Regions from separate parts of the Mus musculus genome. Here all the other regions are linked to region 2. A link is a contact called in public HiChIP or PLAC-seq, capture Hi-C and promoter capture Hi-C data. All regions are on one chromosome and are shown on one strand. Each heading gives the region's core, a stretch centred on a gene start, on an enhancer-like site or on the middle of the called end of the contact. The rest is flanking DNA. Distances are from core to core; before and after follow the strand shown.

The links. Promoter capture Hi-C pulls out the DNA fragments that hold promoters and counts their contacts. HiChIP or PLAC-seq counts read pairs in DNA pulled down with a chosen protein or histone mark. Capture Hi-C pulls out chosen DNA fragments and counts their contacts.
Region 1: a promoter capture Hi-C map of liver shows a contact between it and region 2, with 3 times the contacts expected there. The contact joins the promoter of Sec14l4 here to the promoter of Thoc5 in region 2. A contact is called at or near these places in 2 of 39 promoter capture datasets (both in liver) and 2 of 9 other capture datasets (adipose tissue and embryonic stem cells).
Region 3: a contact with region 2 is called in an H3K4me3 HiChIP or PLAC-seq map of bone marrow-derived macrophages, with 3 times the contacts expected there. The contact joins the promoter of Pgam2 here to the promoter of Thoc5 in region 2. A contact is called at or near these places in 1 of 39 promoter capture datasets (liver) and 1 of 115 datasets of contacts at active chromatin or transcription factors (bone marrow-derived macrophages).
Region 4: a contact with region 2 is called in an H3K4me3 HiChIP or PLAC-seq map of bone marrow-derived macrophages, with 9 times the contacts expected there. The contact joins the promoter of Tcn2 here to the promoter of Thoc5 in region 2. A contact is called at or near these places in 2 of 39 promoter capture datasets (both in liver), 3 of 115 datasets of contacts at active chromatin or transcription factors (bone marrow-derived macrophages, kidney and pancreatic cancer cells) and 2 of 9 other capture datasets (adipose tissue and liver).
Region 5: a contact with region 2 is called in a capture Hi-C map of macrophages, with 6 times the contacts expected there. The contact joins the promoter of Pes1 here to the promoter of Thoc5 in region 2. A contact is called at or near these places in 10 of 39 promoter capture datasets (the 3T3-L1 cell line, 3T3-L1-derived adipocytes, the C10 cell line and 5 more), 3 of 115 datasets of contacts at active chromatin or transcription factors (acute myeloid leukemia, embryonic stem cells and stem cell-derived neural progenitor cells) and 1 of 9 other capture datasets (macrophages).
Region 6: a promoter capture Hi-C map of liver shows a contact between it and region 2, with 2.1 times the contacts expected there. The contact joins the promoter of Pold2 here to the promoter of Thoc5 in region 2. A contact is called at or near these places in 4 of 39 promoter capture datasets (the C10 cell line, liver and pre-B cells) and 1 of 115 datasets of contacts at active chromatin or transcription factors (bone marrow-derived macrophages).
Region 7: an HNF4G HiChIP or PLAC-seq map of pancreatic cancer cells shows a contact between it and region 2. The contact joins the promoter of Gal3st1 here to the promoter of Thoc5 in region 2. A contact is called at or near these places in 6 of 39 promoter capture datasets (the 3T3-L1 cell line, the SN4741 cell line, hippocampal neurons and 2 more), 1 of 115 datasets of contacts at active chromatin or transcription factors (pancreatic cancer cells) and 1 of 9 other capture datasets (liver).

What each region holds. Positions count from the first base shown.
Region 1 is chr11:4,030,473-4,033,172 of GRCm38.p6, reverse strand. It overlaps Sec14l4 (SEC14-like lipid binding 4), which reads right to left and starts at 1,391. Exons shown (of 12, transcript NM_146013.1): 1 at 1,274-1,391. The coding sequence starts at 1,327.
Region 2 is chr11:4,894,016-4,896,715 of GRCm38.p6, reverse strand. It overlaps Thoc5 (THO complex 5), which reads right to left and starts at 1,373. Exons shown (of 20, transcript NM_172438.3): 1 at 1,338-1,373. It overlaps Nipsnap1 (nipsnap homolog 1), which reads right to left. Exons shown (of 10, transcript NM_008698.3): 10 at 2,515-2,700.
Region 3 is chr11:5,802,358-5,805,057 of GRCm38.p6, reverse strand. Pgam2 (phosphoglycerate mutase 2) reads left to right here and starts at 1,262. Exons shown (of 3, transcript NM_018870.3): 1 at 1,262-1,783; 2 at 1,879-2,059. The coding sequence starts at 1,370.
Region 4 is chr11:3,930,765-3,933,464 of GRCm38.p6, reverse strand. Tcn2 (transcobalamin 2) reads left to right here and starts at 1,421. Exons shown (of 10, transcript NM_015749.3): 1 at 1,421-1,489; 2 at 1,878-2,072. The coding sequence starts at 2,009.
Region 5 is chr11:3,962,675-3,965,374 of GRCm38.p6, reverse strand. Pes1 (pescadillo ribosomal biogenesis factor 1) reads right to left here and starts at 1,400. Exons shown (of 15, transcript NM_022889.3): 1 at 1,315-1,400. The coding sequence starts at 1,338.
Region 6 is chr11:5,876,891-5,879,590 of GRCm38.p6, reverse strand. It overlaps Pold2 (polymerase (DNA directed), delta 2, regulatory subunit), which reads left to right and starts at 1,335. Exons shown (of 11, transcript NM_008894.2): 1 at 1,335-1,399; 2 at 2,602-2,700. The coding sequence starts at 2,659.
Region 7 is chr11:3,982,367-3,985,066 of GRCm38.p6, reverse strand. It overlaps Gal3st1 (galactose-3-O-sulfotransferase 1), which reads right to left and starts at 1,431. Exons shown (of 4, transcript NM_016922.3): 1 at 1,227-1,431; 2 at 1-126.

The DNA of each region.
Region 1 (2,700 bases), core at 142-2,641, 860 kb after region 2:
AAGCCTGGCTCCCAGCAGGCAAAGGGAGGATTCACACCAGAAAGCAGCTGCATCCTCAGGAGCCAAAGGAAATTTTGTCAGGGGTGGGGGTTGGAGGGTGTGAAAGGGGCCAGTGCCCTGTAAAAAACAAAGCTATACCTATCCTCCCCTCCAGGTGACTTCTAACTCAGCCTGGAGAGAAGCCACCTTACAGTGCCACACTGAAGACTGTGTGTCTGAAGTGTGACCACAGTGGCCCACCCTAGCTCAGGAGGACTCTGGAAGGAAGTGATCCGGGGCAAGGCAGTACAGAGCTCTGGGCCGTCCTTAGCCTCCCCCTCCTTCCTCCTTTCTCTTCCTATATGTTTTAACATAGCAAGCATTTGTTACTTTTAGTTAGTGGAGAAAGTAGGAGTGGCTGGTGGGGTTCTCTATCATAGTCCACTCCCAGAGACCATGTTTCCAGTTCCAAAAGAACTCAGGAGGCACCGGGTGCCTTCTGAGACCATCAGCCCTGGGAGTCTCATCAGAGGGTCCTTCCTGTTCCACTAAGGACCCCTTAATGGCTGAATCTCCAGGTCCCCTCCTTCACCCAGGATTCTCATGTCTCCCTGTAAGGTTCTTCCGCATGGGAGACACTACAAAACAAGCCGTTCATCTCTTGTTCCTTGAGACAGTGTCACTAAATTCAGGCTGGCCTTGAACCCACAATCTTCTGGTCTTTGTCTCGCAAGGCTTGGGATTCCAGACTTAAACACCTTCAGTACCTGTCACAATTCTTAAGCTTCCCCTTCAAACGAGGTTGAATGAGAACCTGGATGGGACTCCCCTTCCTCATAGCCTTTCCCTTCTCCAGGTACAGCCTGCAGGAGGCTCTCAAAAATCAGACCCCTAGCCCCTCTATTTCTCTGTCATAATTAAAAGTAAACAAGTAAGTCTGATAGGGAGAAGACTGGGAACCCGAGCAACAGAAACCAAACCAAACACTGTTGCAATCTGGCAGGGATCTCCTAATCTGCCTGGCAGAAGTCACTGGCCTGGGAACAGAGGCCAGGGATGGGTGGTGGGAGCTGTGCTGGAAGGCTAAACTTGCAAACACACACACGCACACGCACACACGCGCACGCACACACACCGGCAGTTGCTCAGAGGTAGAGAGAGGTCCTAGCCCAGGTGTGCGCGGGAGGCGCTGGCTTCGCCAACCAGTCCCTGCATAAAGCTGTAGCCAATGCGGGCCGCTTGGGTTCTGCTTGGCTCCCGTGCCTTCCCTCCCGCCTCACCCCTCACCCCTTACCCTGGCCAGAGCCTCCTGCTGCTGCGGGCTCAGGTCCCCGACTTGTCCTCTCATGGTGCTCTCTGCTAGGCCTCAGCTGCTGCCACCTTCACAGGGCTTTACTTAGCAGGTCTGCTGCTGATCCCGCCCCAAGGGAGGCCCGCCCCAAGGGAGAATCCCTGTTCCTGCCCCGCCCTACCCAGTGCTCCCCTGTTTTTGTTTTTCTTTTGTTTTGTCTGCCCCAGGTCATCAAGCCTACCTTAAGGGGACAGAGAGGTGACCAGATCTCAAGAGGTGTCCTGAGAGTCTGAGGTAGCAAGTGGCCCTCACCTCCAGGTCTTCACGCGCTTTCAGGGGGTGGGACTGTAGGTGTGTGGGGAGTGGGTGTTAAGAAAGTGCTCACCTAAGGACAGGTACGTGGAGCACACACTTCCGGAGCCAAGTGGGAGTTGAAAATGTCACCACTTCTGAGTCCTTTTGCCCAAGGAGAGCCCAGCCCCCCTCCCCCGACCTTGAACACAGGCTGCGCTCCACAAATGTTTGCTGGCCAGGAGAGCCCTTATTTGCCAAATGGCTCCAGACCTCTAGAAGTTAGGAGGGATTAGGTAAGACCATGTCTCCTGTGTTAGCAGAATGCCTGGCACGGCACACACAGTTTCAACACTCTATGAAGGCCGTCAGCTCAGGCGGGAACTACAGGATGGCCCAGGGGTGAGCCTCTGGGAGGTAGAGGGTGGGAGGCAGCCACACTGAGTAGGCTGACCTCTCTGGGTAGGATGAGAAAACACAGGCTGCCTTGGCATGAATTTTCTGCAAAGCAGGTGGCACCTGAGCAGGGAGGAGATAGTGAAACAGGCCACTGACACCTTTCCCCTCTGTCGTCCCATGGATCAAATTAAGTTTTAGGTAGGGGGTGACCAAGCAAGGGCTCACTGTCCTTTGGACTATTGTCTGTTGGAGATGTGGTTGGTCAGGAACAAGTATGGCCTGTGCTAGGTAGAAACGGCAAATCAGATTTCAATGACTTAGCACCAGAAACAGTAACTATTTTATTCAGTTTTCCTACTGATACATGTATGTTCATATTATAACTTCAGATATTCTGAAATATACAAAATACACTTTTAAAAAAAGACAGGGTTCTTACGTAGGCCAAGATGTTTCAGACTCACTGTGTAACCACGGAGAATCTTGAACTCTTGATCTTTCGGCTTCCACCTCCCCAGTGAAGGGATTACAGGCAGGGGCCATCAAGTCTGGTATTCTGGGTAATTTTATATAAACTTGACACAAGCTAAAGTTATCAGAAAGGAGGGAGCACCTTTGAGAAAGCCTCCATCAGATTAGGCTACTGGCAAATCTATAGAACATTTTCTTTTTCTTTTTTTCTTTTTTTGAGACAGGGTTTCTCTGTGTAGCCCTGGCTGTCCTAGAACTCACTTTGTAGA
Region 2 (2,700 bases), core at 124-2,623:
CAGCTCACAACTGACTGTAACTACAAGATCTAACACCTCACACGGACACGCACGCAGGCAAAACACCGATGTACATAAAATAAAAATAATTTAAAAAGAAATGGATTCTCTCTCAGAATCTTAGACAAGGAAACCAAGACAGAATTTATTAATAAATGTTTTCATCATACTATGTATACTATGCAGTTATATCAATATCATAAGACAAGTGGAAGCCATTTCCTATTTATGGCATGCAGACCAGACCCAAGTTTTCTTCTACCAAAGTAACTATAGGTTTAAAAAGTGACTGTGAAGTTGGGAATATTACTCAGCTGGTAGAGTGCTGGCCTAGCATACTCAAACGCCTGTGTTTGATCTCCTGGACTGCATAAAACTGTGTGGCGGGACATGCCTGCAATGAGAACAGGTCAGACTGAGAGCTGGCTGACGAGATGTTCCAGATCAGCTTTTGCTATATAATGTGTTCAAAAGTCAGTTTGGGCTACATAATAAAATCTCGTCTCCAAGAAAAAAGGGGGGAGGGGCGGATGGGCTGTGAGACAGGATAGTGGTAAATATCAGGAATCACAGAGCTTGAGTGACTGAGGCAGAGGGATCTTTACCAATGTGAAGCCAACCTGGACTACAGAAGCTGCCAGACAGACAGGACTATAGTGACTGCATTTAAAATCTTCATTAAAACGGAGCAGGTGGCACCTCTTCTTACTGCCCGAGCCCTTTGCAGTATAACTTAAGAAAAAAAATTCTTGTTTTCCTTTTCTTAGAAATTAAGATAAGCAAAATATTTAATGAAGCAAATACACTAAGTCCAGCCAGCTAGCTAGGAAATAGAGCGGACAACATAAAGAAAAGCCAAGCCAAGCTTCTTTGCCCTTGTAACGTCCGCACTTCGCGCTCTCAGCCTTTCTGCTCCAGCAATAAAAGCTCTTTTCTGCGACTCCTTGGAGTCTGGTGCGGCGCGACGATGGTAACGCCTCTCTCAGAGGACCGCAGGAGGCTGCCGGTGACAGGTAAACGAGTGGCGGACTCATCTGACAAAACCCACAAGGGTGGCACGGAAAACCCGGGAAAGCCAACCGCCACCCAGGAGCGTTTGCCACACGCCCAAGAGGACCATCGACGAGGGTCACCACCAGCAGCAGCACTCTCGGGAGACTACAATGGGGACAGAGGATGCTGCTCCGGTTAGTTCCTAGAAAACCGCCACGAGCCTGGGGGACCCCGACAGGTGAGGACCCCAGCCCGCGGACACGCTCCGTGCCGTCTGCACATCAAGCCCGGATCGCCCAGCGAGGACCTGCAGCCCCAGCCAGCAGCCCTCTACCCTCGCTCACCAGAATGCTCCTCACGCCTTCCAGCCGGGTAGCCACTTCCGGCTCGCGACCATAGAGAAGCGGAAGAAGAGAGCCACAGGCCGGAAGTGAGACACGAAGGCCAGATGCAGCTTGGGAAGCAAGGAAGGGGCGAGTCTAGTTCTATTAAGTTGGGAAACTGGGGCGATAATGTCCAAGTCTGTGCTTCGTGCCCCTTCACCGGAGTGTGAATTAGTGGGCCCTCCGCCGACTCACTCGAGTGAGTTTGTGGTATCTCAAGAAAGCACAAGTGTCGCTGTGCTATCATTTGAACAGGAGTGGATTTTGTCTTCTGACTTTGTTCAGGGCCTCACTACATAGCACACTTGCGGGTCTTGAACGCTATATAGATCAGGCTGGTCACTACGATCCGCCTGCATTGGACTCGCTGGACTTAGGCAGGTGTCACCATGCCTGACTCTTCTTTAAATTTTTGTTTTGTTTTTTTTAGATTTATTTATTTATTATATGTAAGTACATTGTAGCTGTCTTCAGACACTCCAGAAGAGGGAGTCAGATCTCTTTACGGATGGTTGTGAGCCACCATGTGGTTGCTGGGATTTGAACTCTGGACCTTCAGAAGAGCAGTCGGGTGCTCTTACCCACTGAGCCATCTCACCAGCCCTTGTTTTTGTTTTTTGAGACAGGGTTTCTCCGTATAGCCCTGGCTGTCCTGGAACTCACTTTGTAGACCAGGCTGGCCTCCAACTCAGAAATCTGCCTGCCTCTGCCTCCCAAGTGATGGGATTAAAGGCGTGTGCCACCACCGCCCCCCCCCCCCACTCTAACTTCTTGATACTATCGGAGTCACTACACCCAGAAAGGAACTGAGGCAGGGGCATAATCCTATATTACACCTGCTTCCTGCTTCACTGTTTTGTTTTGTTTTGATTTTTTATTTTCCCCCAAGACTCTAGTGCAGTACCTGTAAGCTTCAGATGTTTCCTATGCCTGGCATTTCTGGAGTAAATTCTGGTTGTCTGCAAACATGAACATTGAATACCTTGTGGCGCCGAAACAGCTCCTTTTCTTGCTCTGGGACGAAGATGAAGACGGTCTCCCTAAGAGATCAAAGCCAGTGTAACCCTCAGCCAACTGGAAGCTGCCCTGCCTTAGACAACTACTGAGATTCCTTGTAGATGAAGACAACACCACAACGTACAGTAAATATTTAATTTGGTTCCATCAACATTCTCCTGGATGGTAGCACAACCATGCTAAGCAGGGGTTCATGAGGTACCGGGGTCATTGAAGAGACCCCAGAATCACAACCTACTCCACAGACCTAGTGTTTCTGCAAAATGAGGGTTTGGGGGACAATGTCAAGAAGGGAAAGAAAGAATTT
Region 3 (2,700 bases), core at 13-2,512, 910 kb before region 2:
GCCAGCTAAAGCTGCATAGTGAGAGCCTGTCTTTAAAACAACACAGGGGGCTGGGCAGTGGTGGGGCACGCTTTTAATCCCAGCACTCGGGAGGCAGAGGCAGGCAGATTTCTGAGTTCGAGGCCAGCCTGGTCTACAAAGTGAGTTCCAGGACAGCCAGTGCTATACAGAGAAACCCTGTTTTGACCCCTCCCCCCCGCCAAAAAAAAAAAAAAAAAAAAAAAACAACATCAGAGGGGTGACAGTGGTGCATGTCTTTAATCCCAGCACTTGGGCAGGGGGTAGGATTAAAGGTGTGCACAACCAGGTTCTAAAATGTCTTTAAGTTTATTTTTAATTGTGGGTAGGAAATGTGCACATTAGTGCAGGTATACACTGAGACCAGACCTGTTGGATGCCCCTGGAGCTATAGTTGCAGGTAGTGGTGAGCTGCCCAATGTGGGTACTGGAGATTGTATCTGGGTCCTTTGGAAGTGCTCTTGAGGAGCCATCTCTCCAGTCCCTTAGGGTGTTCTGTTTTTTACTGGTACCTCAACCCAGTGTACCCTTCCTGTAGGGCTCCCAGCTCTGCCCTCAGTGTTCTTCTAGCTCACCTGAGTATCATCTGGGGAGCTGTCTCATCCTGTGCACCTCTCAAAGCAACTGCTCCTCATCCTCCATACTTAGTGGGGTGGGGGTATCTGCCTGGTAAAACGTGTGTGCTCACTCCGTCTCACCAACACAGCAACACAGACAATGCATGTACGCTGGGACAGGCACCTGGGCAGAGAACAATCACTGTTGCAGACACGCCTACTTATTTACTTACACACTGACCTCTTTGTATGGATATCTTATACATACCCTTGACCTTGACACTAGGCTAGACTTCTTCCTGAGATGCGCTTGTTCTTAATTGTATTAAGAGACTGAAGAGAGATTGCAGCTTGAGTCACACAATTCAACTCTGTCTTTAAACATATGTATATATCAGAAAAGGGCCTGGAATAGTTGTTTCTACCCGATCAGGAGAGGGCCAATTGTGATTGAAAGCTGCTGATGTCAAGAGTGTCTCCACATGGAGAACACCCCCAGGTTGACTCCTGCCCTTCACCCTGGTCCAGTTCTGCAGCCCCATGCGGCTTGTTACCAGGTGCCAGCTGGTTATGGGGCTTGTCATCTGAGCTGATGATTTTGTGAGACTATTTTTAAGTTCAGCTCCTTGGACTACACCCCACCCCCAGTTCTGCTACTGGTTGCCTGCCTCTGCCTGTATCTCCTGGAATGCTGATTGGCAGTTAGGGCTGGGGTGGGGGCTGGGAAAACTGTTATAAAGCCTAAAGGGCCAAGCAAGCAGCTGCCACCTAGAGTTCCTGTGTCCCCCGCCACCATGACCACCCACCGCCTAGTAATGGTTCGCCACGGTGAGAGCTTATGGAACCAAGAGAACCGTTTCTGTGGCTGGTTTGATGCAGAGCTGAGTGAGAAGGGAGCAGAGGAGGCCAAGCGGGGGGCCACCGCTATCAAAGATGCCAAGATAGAGTTTGACATCTGCTACACGTCGGTGCTGAAGCGGGCAATCCGCACCCTTTGGACCATCCTGGATGTTACGGACCAAATGTGGGTGCCCGTGGTGCGTACCTGGCGCCTCAATGAGCGGCACTATGGTGGCCTCACAGGCCTCAATAAGGCTGAGACGGCTGCAAAGCACGGGGAGGAGCAGGTGAAGATCTGGAGGCGTTCCTTTGACACCCCACCACCACCCATGGATGAGAAACACAACTACTACACCTCCATCAGCAAGGTGGGCCAGATGCCGGGAAGCTGGAAGGTTGGGAGCCCAGGGGGGAGGGCTACCCAGTAAACAAAAGCGAAATGTTCCTGTGCCCTTGTCCCCAGGACCGCCGCTATGCAGGCTTGAAGCCTGAGGAGCTGCCTACCTGTGAAAGTCTCAAGGACACCATTGCCCGGGCTTTGCCCTTCTGGAATGAGGAGATCGCACCTAAGATTAAGGCTGGCCAGAGAGTGCTTATTGCAGCCCATGGGAACAGCCTTCGGGGCATTGTGAAACATCTGGAAGGTGAGGCCTACTCTCAGGAAAGATGTGAGACAGAAACCACTGCGGTTCATTGGTTTCAGCTATTTTACAGATGTCAGGGTTTCAGAAGTTGATGGAGGCAGGAGTTTTGTAATACTTTGTGTTGTCCCATTTCCAGTTATGTAGTCAGCACAGACAGCATAGCTGAGGCACCCCACAGGAGCTGATCATAGGTAGAGCAGGCTTCTGGCACCCACTGGGGAAAGAGGTCAGAGCTCTGGCCATCAACGCCAAGTATTGGCTTCCTGCTGAATCAAGCCACTTGAGCTGTTATAAAACTCTTGCTCTCTCTCCTGGTGCTGCCTGCATTTCCTCTTTTTCTCTCAAGTCTATGTACAAAGTGCCTTGACTCTGAGGCCCCTTTGCCTCAGGTACAATACATAGTCCATCCACCCACACAGACCTGAACCATGTGTTCCCCCACCTCTCAGTCTTCTATAGGCTAAAAAAAGGCAGCAGAGTGCAGAAATATGGAGCTACTTAAAATCTTAGGCCTGTGGTGGTGCTCCTAACTGAAGAGCAAGGGCTAGTAGACAGGCCTGGAAGGGGGGCATAGCAGTGTAGGGAGGTTACCAATTATGGTCCCAACTGGGTCGTAGACACCGGACGTCTATATTAGATTC
Region 4 (2,700 bases), core at 172-2,671, 960 kb after region 2:
TTCAGGCTGTAAAACTCAGCATGTAGACAGCACCACCTGCCAAAACAAAACAAAGACCTAGCCCATCAAAGTCCACAGTTCTGGGAAAGTCTGAATGTACTAACCTTGCTTTTTGGCTTCTCTAATTCCATTTCTGGCTAACTGTTTTTGTTAATTGAAATGTGTCAACCCAGGACATGGTTTTTGTGCTTCAAGGCTCACCCTGAGAAAGTCTAGGGACTACGCAGGGATCCCAGACACCCAGTGTAGTCAGTGCCGGCGAATAAGGACTTCTATTGGCTCAAACTCACATTCGAGCAGTCTTCTCTGGTGAGCACCCACAACACTGGAGCCTCTTCTCCCTGCAAAATGCACGTGCATGCGGACTTCCCGCCTTACTCCGAGCTAATTACTGCTTCTCCCTTCCCTGCCTCTCTCCTTCCTTCACTTCTTTCTTCCTTCTCCCCATCTTATGTCTCCCTGAGTTTTGAGATGAGGTCTCAGTAGCCCAGCCTGGCTTGGAACTTGGAATGATTCTCCTGCCTCAGTCTCCCACATTCTAGATATAGGTGTGCACCAAGAGCCATACTTGGCTCCCCACCGCCTCTTCTTCCAGCTTCTCTTCCTCCTTTTAAAGAGATAGGGTCTCATGGTTACTCAAGCTGGCTGCCAGTCAGTCCTACTTCAGTCTCCTGAGTGGCTGGGGCTAGAGGTGTGCACCCCACATGTGACCCCCGCATTATGATAGAGTCCTTTGTCTTTTTCAGTTTCTCTGACAACATGACCTAGGCCAGCAACAACACATGCATTACGTTAATTACTGCTAATTAATAACTGCTATCCAGGTCCATATATATCTGTGTTGGGTCTTAGCTTGTGATAATTACCCTGGCACAAAAATAGATTCTCTTGAAAGTGTGACCTTTGACAGTTTGCTATAAAAATAGTTGTAACAAACATCTCATTTGAAGATGACTAGAGGCATGTTACGGTCTCAACATCTTCACAAGTGGAACTGGGAAATTGCTGCTAGGATAATATTGTTTAACCCTCTCTCTCTCTCTCTCTCTCTCTCTCTCTCTCTCTCTCGAGAGAGAGAGAGAGAGAGAGAGAGAGAATAACTTGAAACTCAGAGAGGTCACCCATCGCTGCTAGATTCATCCTTCGAGTCTCCAGTGGGGCTGGGCAGATAAGCAATGTTTTTTTTCTGCCAAGATGTCTTTAAGCGACGTTCCTAGTTCAGGGCAAGTAGCCCTGCAGCCCTGCTCCCAAAGGTTTTGCAACTTGCTAGATTCACTTGTTCTTCAACTTTCGCTGTCGCCTCAAGGAAACCCAGGCTGTGTCTGGTTGATTGAGACTTGTTTGTCTGGGCCGGGTCCAGCAGCTGCCCCGCCTCCTTGGCAGAACAGCTGACGCCAGAGAGCTCCGTCACGTGATCACCACAGTTTCCCAGCTCTGACCCCGAGAGTCAAAGTAAGTACTTTCCAGGGACTCCTGTGAAGTGCACCCGGTAGGTACTCTAGTCCTGAATGTCTGCAGCCAGAGCAGCAACGGTGCGGGTGTGCAGGCAGGGGTGGGGTGTGTGTGTGTGGGCAGGGGGCTGGGATGTGCGGGGGGCGGGGGGGGGGGAGGGCGCGGGGCGGGTGTGCAAGCCGGGGCAGGGCGGACCCCGGCGAGCACTGTCAGATAGACTTGGGACAGATTAGGCACCAGGCTTTCTGTGCTGCTTCCGGGGTCTTTAAAGCGTTCGGGACAGATAAGGTTAGCTTTGAGTTGCCCCACGGAGTCCCTTTTTGTTCTCATCTGGAGGACAAGCAGCTCTGCCCTTCCTTCCTTCCTCTGTTCTTTGGCCTCCTGCCCCATAACAGACCTTTCCCCCTTTCTCTCTGCTGATTTAGCAGCGTGCTTCCGGCTGTTGGAAGGACAATTAATCAGTGAAGCTGCCTCTTCCTAAGCAAGACAACAGTTGCAGTCAGACAAGCCCTCAAGGTGAGACCCAGGAGTCTCCCACCTCCCACCTGTGCCTGCCATGGAGCTCCTGAAGGCGCTGCTGCTCCTTTCTGGAGTCTTTGGGGCTCTTGCTGAATTCTGTGGTAAGTAACCAACCCGTGTCTGGACCCTGGGGTGGGGGGAGAAGGGCAGGGGAGCGGGGATATATGTGTGTGTGTGGGGGGGGGCTGTCCTTGTCCATTGGGGAAATTGGAAACTGGAAGTGGGGGATGGAGAAACTTACCTGCCCCTCAGGTCTCCCACAGCAGTTTTTAACAGGACCTTAGTGCTTGGGCATGCTGAATGGACACGTGCCCCCTGTCCCCGACAGGGTCTCCCCAGTTCATCCAGCAGTTTGTTCATTTACTCGGTGCACATGGGGCCTCTCTGAGATAGGTTAATAGGCCCGGTGTTTAGTTTGGAGAAAGGGTCAGGAGTACACAAGACTTGTCCCAGCTCTCCTAGGGTTTATGCTCTATGAAAGGGGCAAAAGGGGTGCCAAATTGGGTTACCGTGAGTGATGCAAAACAAGTCACCCTGAGGCAACAATAGAAAGCCACGGGGGTCCGTCGAATCAAAGAGAAGGATGGGAAAGGATGTCCAAAGACTAGAAGGACTAGAAGGCTTTGGGAAGAAGTCCCAGAGGGAATGGATGGGGGGGGGGGGCGGCGGCAAACATTCCAGGTACTTGAAGGTTCTCCCTGACTGCTCCAGATAGTCATCCCAGGGCTA
Region 5 (2,700 bases), core at 151-2,650, 930 kb after region 2:
TTAAAAAAAGTAATTAAAAACAACAAAGCAGATTGTTACCAGAAACTTGCAAGTCAAAGGAAAGACTTGAGCCCATCTCATCTTCTTCATTCCTATCCCAAAGTTACTTCATACCCACAGTCTCCTTACAGAAGCAAGAATAACTCAGATCAAGTCACTTACTTTCTTTGTCTTCTCCACTCAGAATAAGTTCCAGCCTCACATGATACGGCCCCAGCCTCACCTAGACAGCACCTCACTTATTTACATCTCACAGCCATGCTACTGTCTGTCCAAAACCCTGCACACCACCTGCCTCTCTTTCCTACTGGCCGTGGAATTCACTTCTGTTTTCTCTGCTAAGCACTTCTGAATGAAAAAAGAAAAACAGCAAGCTTTCACATTAATTATGATTAAGAAGCTTAAACTTGGGAAACAAGGTTGCATAGGAAGAAGAAACTGTCTCTAATCTGAGACAACAGAGCTAAAACTGCACTGACTTCTGCTTTTAACCTGCTCACCCTTTCCCCTTTTCTAAAGAAAAAAAAAAAAAAGGTCATTTTCTCCCTTGAGAATTGAGCACCACCAATATCACACGGATAGCAAGTTCCATCTGCTAAAGATAAAACTATCATAACCAGAGCCTGTAAAGGAACAAAAGGGTCATCCTAAAATATAAGATTGTGACAACGCCTAACCCCATATAAACCATCAAACACAGAGACGGCTAAGAGACGGCTGGAAGCTACAGCTGCACGCTGATATTAGTCTCTCCTTTCTCTGAGTGCCGAGAATTCTCTTAGGGGAAGGTTGGGGACCATCCACACTTCCCAACATTTTCATGCCCCAGACTAAAGTGTTCTTTAAGTACTGATTTCCACTAAAATGCTACGTCAGAAGAGGACCTACAAGACAACACTAATCGGATTAAGCGCCTGTTGATACTCTCCACTCTACTGCTCCTCCCTCCCTCCCTTTCTCAGGAGCGCACTTAAAAACCCTTAGCCACTTTATCTGAAGTTGACACTGGGAAAGCGGGGCCGCATCTGACTGCTTACTTCTCAATTCCCAGTACCTAGGACCGGGCCTGGCTCAATTAAGAAAGTCCCAAGTCTTGATAATGAATTCTACGTCCCGTTGGTCACTGATCACTCTTTTGGCGGCTCCGCCTGTCTCCACAACTCCTTCCACAGAAAGCCCGTCACAGTTCTTCCCGGCTTCCAGGGGCCTACGTGCAGAAGGTTCGCTCCGGCGGCCGTCTCAAGACTTCTCGGTCCCCAGAGGCCAGGGAAAGTGATAAAGCCGGAGCTCCGACCTCCGCTGGAACTCACTCACCTTCTTCTTCTCCAGACCTCCCATAGCTCCACGTTGAGAAATTCAAGGCAGCCAGAACACCAGAGCTACTTCCTCCCGCACGTGCCCTGCCTAGGGCCCTGAAGGACCCCACGCCGCCAGCTGAGGGCTGTCTGAAAATATGCCTGTACAAATCCAGAGAAAGTTGTGCTTTTGGCGACCTCGTTATTTACAACCAAATTCTCTAAAGCTCAACAATTGTGGTAGTTCTTTCAGTTCTTTTCTTAGTTACCAAAATCTATAGACAAGCTTTAAAGCAACATGGAAATTTAGGCAGTTTTATAAGCACCCTAGACACGGTTGTTTGAGCACGCGAGCCCCAGTGCATTTTGGGATACAGCAGGACTGAAGGGATGGGAGACAGACAGCCCGGAGCCTTCTGGGATTCAGAGAGCTCTGTAGTTTGGCCTCTAATCCAGAGATCCGCCTGCCTCTGCCTCCAGAGTACTGGGATTAAAGATGTGTGTCACCACGCCTGGCTGATGTTTTCTTTAAAAACCAAACCAACCAAACAAACAAACAAAAACAGAAATGCTCACTAAACCTAAAGCTACTAGTTTTTGTAATGCTAGGCCAGTGAGTTTAAGGGAGTTCAATTGTCATGGCAACGGTTGCTAGGCGTTGTAAACCCAGCTGACCAGATTTTGCCTTGTTGACCTTAGATTCAGCTGCACCTAGTTTGTTCAAGTTAGAATAAAATAGAGCAAAGGCCGACCTTTGACCTCCCACGGACACGGAGAGGGTCTAAGGAACTGCTTATATTTGGGGAATGAGTTGAGGCAGAAGGGACGGATCTCTGTGAGTCCGAGGCTAAGTTCCAGGACAGCGAGGGTATTGAGTGACGCACTGTCGAAACAAAACAAAAATGAAAAGAAAGAAAAATAATGGAAGGCATAGCATGATGGTGGTGCCTGTAATCCCAGCACACAGGAGTCTGAGGCTGGGAGAGCACAAGTTTCAGGCCAGCCTGTGCTAGAGATAGTGTTTCAAAACAACAAAACCAAGAAAACAAAACAGGACTGAGGAGATGGCCCAGTGGACAGAATTCCTGACATGCAAGCATAAGGATATGGAGTTCAGATCTGCAACACACACATAAAAGTTGTGCGCACATTTAAAACATATCATTCCATCTATAAAGATAATTTTTAAACTTATGAGATCTGATGATAGGTTTAAGTCAGTCTTAAAGGTGGTAATTTCATGTTTATAAAAAAGTTAAAATTTATGACTTTTTTATCAATTTCCTTTAAATTTTATTACTTTTACTTCAAAATGTTAAAAAAATTCTTGGTTTTCTGCTTAAAGTCATGTATAGCTGAAATGTAACTTTGAAAGATGAGTTTAATAAGAATGAACATTCTCTTT
Region 6 (2,700 bases), core at 86-2,585, 980 kb before region 2:
CTACACCATGGAATATATTAGACCCGTCTCAAGGAAAAAGTAGAAATAAAGATATTCTGGGATAAAATTTGATGAGTCCATTTCCTTAGACATTTACTGTAAGGAATCCTAAGGAGAGTCCTGCAGACCAAAGGGAACAGCAACCAAAGAGTAAATGGAGAGCTCCAGTCAAGGGGCTGCACAACAACGAGCTCTGTGTCATTGTAACTTTGGATTTTAATTCTACAAAGTGGTTTCAAATCCATCAAATGGGGTTTGTTCCTGGAACACAAGAACGTTGCAACATAATCAAATATGCAACAGGCTACTTGAGACAGTAGGCAAAAATCCGCACTCAGCCCAGCTTACAAAGGAAAAAATACTCAACAAACTGAAACATTAAAAACAAATGATTTAGCCGGGGGTGGGGGTGCACGCCTTTAATCCCAGCACTTGGGAGGCAGAGGCAGAGGCAGGTGGATTTCTGAGTCCGAGGCCAGTCTGGTCTACAAAGTGAGTTCCAGGACAGCCAGGGCTATACAGAGAAACCCTGTCTCGGGGGGAAAAAAATGATTTAATTCATTATTAAAACAGGAACGAGGGAAACCTTGTCTCAAAAAGCAAAAACAAACAAAAACAGAAACAAGGGGCTGGAGAAAGCTCGGTTGAGAGCTCTTTCAGAATGGCTCACAACCATTTGTAATTCCAGTTCCAGGTGACACGGACGCTCTCTTCTCGCCTCCGAGGAGACTGACCTCACATGCGTGCAGGCAAAACACACCCACACACAAAACAAAACAAAATAAATTCAAAATAAAACAAAAAAACTTAGTAAGCCAGAAGAAACCTACCTTAAGTAATAAGTTTCAGACTGAGTAATTAGGCAATTTTAAAAAGGAGCAATGTTACCACTGAAGTCTGATGCACTTGCAGTCAGGGTGTCTTAGTGTGAATTCTAGCTTTTCTCACTAGCTGGGTCATTTTGCCTGTTTCCCTGCCTGTGAGATGGGAGAAATTGTTCATGCTTCCAAGGGAATCTGAGAAGTCAGGGTGAGAATCACAGCGCAGGATAGAGTGGGAGGGAAGCTTCAGCCACACAGGAGCCACCAGACCCCCAGCGCTCGGGGAGAGCAGCATGAGCCAGGCGCCCAGCCTCACTACGGCCCACGCTACCCAAGGAGTTCACCCGATGAGGCCCAGCCGCAAACACCGCATGCGCACAGGAAACCCAGTGCTAAGTGATGGGTTGTCCCGGGAACCGGAGGCGTGACTCCGCGTTTCCTCGGTCCAGAGGCGGGGCGCACGGGGATTGGCTGGATGAAGCGTGCAGCGATGGGCGGGATGGGGCGGGAGGCGATTGGCTGGATGCGCCGATGGGCGGGACGGGCGCGCAGAGATTGGCGGGATGCGGCGTGGCGCGGTGAGTGTGCTGCTGAGCGGGGTTAACGTGGGTCCTGGGTCAGACTTGGCGGTACCTGGACAGCGGGCCGGGGTCTTGAGGGTGCTTCGAACTGTAACATGGGCCCGAGCTGGGCGTGTCTGCTTCGGGGCAGGTCTCCCGTCGGGTCCGGCCTGGAGCACCGTGTGGGCCGCTGCCACCACCGTGCGTTTTTGGCTTACATCCAGTTTACATGTGCCCATTTGGCAAATTCATAGGGTCCGCTCCCTAAGCCAGAGCTGCGCATTAAAGAAAGCCGAACCAGCTAGGGGAATTTGAACTTTGTAATAGCTGTACCAAAAAAAAAAAAAAAAAAGTAAAATGAAAAAGAAAGCTGTGTTCAAAACTTCCGTTACTACATCCAGCCTGTTGTCGTCTCAACTACGCATGAAGAATATGTTGAGATACTTTATACTAAAGTCCGCTGTGCATCCATCCCCAAGCACATCTTAGTGGGAAGGGGTGCAATACAAGAAAACAAACCTCTGCGCTGCCGGAGCTTAGGCAACAGTTGGAGGAGGCAAAGTAAATGCTTGAGAGATGATAATGATGCAGACAGTTGAAGTAGCAATGCAGTCAATTAGATATGGGAAGGTGAGTTTTAAGGAAAGACTTGAAAGGGAAGAGCCAGTAAGCCTTGGGGAAAAGGAGAGGACCCAGCAGGAGTAGAGAGGCCTCTACTTGGAGCCCCTGCTGTGGAAGGGACACTTGGAAGGAGAAACAGATAGGAGGGGGGAGCTGTTCTTAGAGGCCCAGAGCTGATCTTACAGGTCGTGGTAAGAACTTGGGGTTTTATTTACTGAAAAGCAACCTTTGGGGGGTTTTGAGCAAAACAGGGGCAGCTTTATGCTTTATTTTTTATCACTAATTATATTATGACAGGCTTCTTCAGTGATGCCTGATAGCATCCCTAGAGGTAGCAGAGGTCCCAGGGAGCTGGGCAGAAGCAGATCAATAATTCCATTTGAGGGTATGCAGAATTTGAGACCCTGGTGATTGGGTAGAAATGTGGAGAGGAGGAGGTGATGAACAAGGTTTGGAACGAGCTCCAGGTTGTATCTGACTAGGTTATAGGATGACACCTCCGGACACATGTGTGCACATTGTGGACAGCGTGGTTGGGACACTAGGGGAGCTTTGGGTACAAGAAGGGATTGCAGGAATGCCTTTGTGTGTCTCTGCAGTGATAACTCCTCGGCCTGGACACAGCTGCTTGGACCAAACAAGCCAGGAGTGCCGCCATGTTCTCCGAGCAGGCAGCACAGAGGGCCCACACTCTGCTC
Region 7 (2,700 bases), core at 182-2,681, 910 kb after region 2:
AAACCAAAGCAAGAAGCTTGCCCCAAGCCACTGAGGGGGCCTAGAGTCCCCCATTGCCATTGTCCTGTGAGTCACTGCTTTCCTGCAAGTGCTTGTTTGTTCTTCCTTGGAGCCCAGTGAGAGGCACTGTGAGTGACAGATTTATGAGAACTCAGCACAGAACCCAGGAAGCAAAAGAGATGCCCAGGAAGGCATCTTTCCTCCAGTTTGGGCAAGAGGACTTCTGGGTAGGGCTGGGATCCTGAGACAGGGACCAAAAAACAAAACAAAACAAAACAAAACAAAACAAACAAAAACGCACACTGTGGTTTGCAGTGAACTCAGCCATTTCCCAACGGTGTGACCTTCAGCAAGTCACTGACTCCTTGAGCCTCAGTATCTTCCCTCTAGATAAGTAGCAAGGAAGCCTGAAGGCACAGTGCAGATCAGCTCACCCCCTCCAGAGAGGAAGAGATTGAGTTCTGATCGGCTCTCCCTCCACACCCCTTTCCTCCTGAAGATTTCCAGGGCATCCTCACCCTCAGCCCAGTAACCTCTGGTGTCAGGTGTCAGTCCCTGCAGCCAGATGTGTGCCTGTCATCACAACCAGCTCAGGAAGGGGCGGGGCGGGGGGGGGTTAAAAAGAGAAGGCTCATGTTGGCCTCTCACTAAGGGAACAGACCAACCTGAGACCCCCTTATGGAGCACTGGTCCATGGCTCCGGAACCGTGTAGTTGTTGCATATAGGATCTTTCCTGTCCTAACTAGACAAGTCTGTCCTTGTCTCCTGGACTCACCTCCTTAGGGGCACACATATGAGAGGCCTTCCCCAAGCACAAGAGTCTGTCATTGCCCAAGGCCCCCCTCTCCCCGGTTTGTACTGTGACAGCCGCCTCTTCTGGGAACGCAGGTAAGGAGCGGGGAGATTCCTGCCTCCTTCTCCACTAGGGCCCAGGCCACAATGTCCAAGAGGATTAATTATTAACGAACTCACAGCACAACAGCTAACCTTCTGGAGCCCCACCCACCCCATTTTTAGGGACTCCGGGGGTCAGGGGAGGAGGGGCACCCAGAGCAGGGCAAGCAATCAGCCAGAGCCTGCAGGATACAGTGTTGGTGAAGCAGCTCTGCAGCATTTCTATATCCCTTGCTGGGCAAACACGATCCATCGATCCAGTAGGCAAGATGTTCAGGAAGTAGGCTGAGGCAGGGCACAGCCAGCGTGAGTACAAGACCTCCCGACATACCTTTGCCCTGTTCTCCTTGGGCTCCGGGTGGCAGGGGTCGGCCCCGGCCCCCGCCGCCGCCGTGGCGCTCACTGGGCGGCGGGGCGCACTCGCCGGGACCCGGCGCGCTGGCAGGCCTGGTCCATGCCCCCGCCCCGCCGCCGCAGCGGCTGCCGCACCCCGCTCTCAACACTCGCCAGGTGAGGCCAGCAGCCTGGCCCGGCCCCTGACGCCAGAGCCAATGGGCGCCACGGCCCCCTCCCCCCCCCCACCCCCTTCCCGTCCTCTCCCCTGCGCCGCCTGCCCAAGAGGCACAGAAGCTGTATTCAGCTCCCTGGGGCGCAATATTGCGCCCCCGCCTCCGGCCTAACAAGGACTATTTGTCTCCGATGGGCCAAGGGGTCCATTGTCCTACTGCCAGCCCAGAAGGGAATAGAGGGTGCCTGGGGCTTGGTGGTAGTGTTGGGGAAGGGAGCCTGGGCTCTGGAGAAAGGGGGCAGGACTAGTTGCCAGCCTTTTATGGACAGCACTGGAGCTCCTCAGAATCCAGTGGAACATAGGTCTTCCTAGCTCCCTCTGATGAGCCAGGAACACATTTGTGGTATCCAAGAAAAACAGGTGAAGAAGCGCCAGGATCCCTGGGCCGAGTCACTTACATGGTTCAGCTAACTTTCCTCTTGAGGATACCTCCTCTAGAGGTCTGGGCAAGTAAGTAGGGGCCTGTTTGAGTTCAGACTGTCCTTCATCCTAAAGGAAAACCAAGGATGGGAACTAATTTGGAATTAACCCCAGCTGTGGGCACTGCAGAACCAGCTGGCCATCGGGTGGCACATGGGCCACGTCAGAGTCCCACTACCCCCGACATTTCTAGGCAACCGTGGAATGGGGAAAATTCCACATCAGCCTGGCTGCCAGGCATTCTTCCATATCTAATGGGCTTGCTGCTCTTTGTCCTTGTGGGCCCTGAGTCACCTCCCAGGCTATAGGTTATGACTTTGAAACTCCTAACCCTTTGTTCCTGCCTCTTGAAACTGCCATGCCAGAACATGGCATCAGATAGAGCCCCCTCCCCCCATCCCACATATACAGTGAAGCCACCAGTTTGGGGGACCTTGGGGTCCACAAGCCAAAGCCTGCAAAACTCTTGCCTTCCTCTTCAGTTGAGGTGCAGCCATGGCAGCACAAAGTCCACATATGGGGCCAATACAAAACAGGTCTGTCAGGCTATCAGGTCCTTAGATTCAGGGAGGGCAAAGTCCAGCCTACCCTGTTTAGGGTATCACCGCCTCTGGGGAATGGCTATGGGAAAGATGTCCTGGGAAGGACTGAATGATCAGAACCCTGACCCTGTCATGATACATGGACAGTTCCAGGTAAGGACCATCATCAGAGGTACCTGGAGTGAGGGGACAGGTCCACAAAGGTCACAAGCTGAGATACCAGCAGTGACCTCACTTGGATGGAAAACTAGGCTATTGCTGCCCTTAGACCTCAC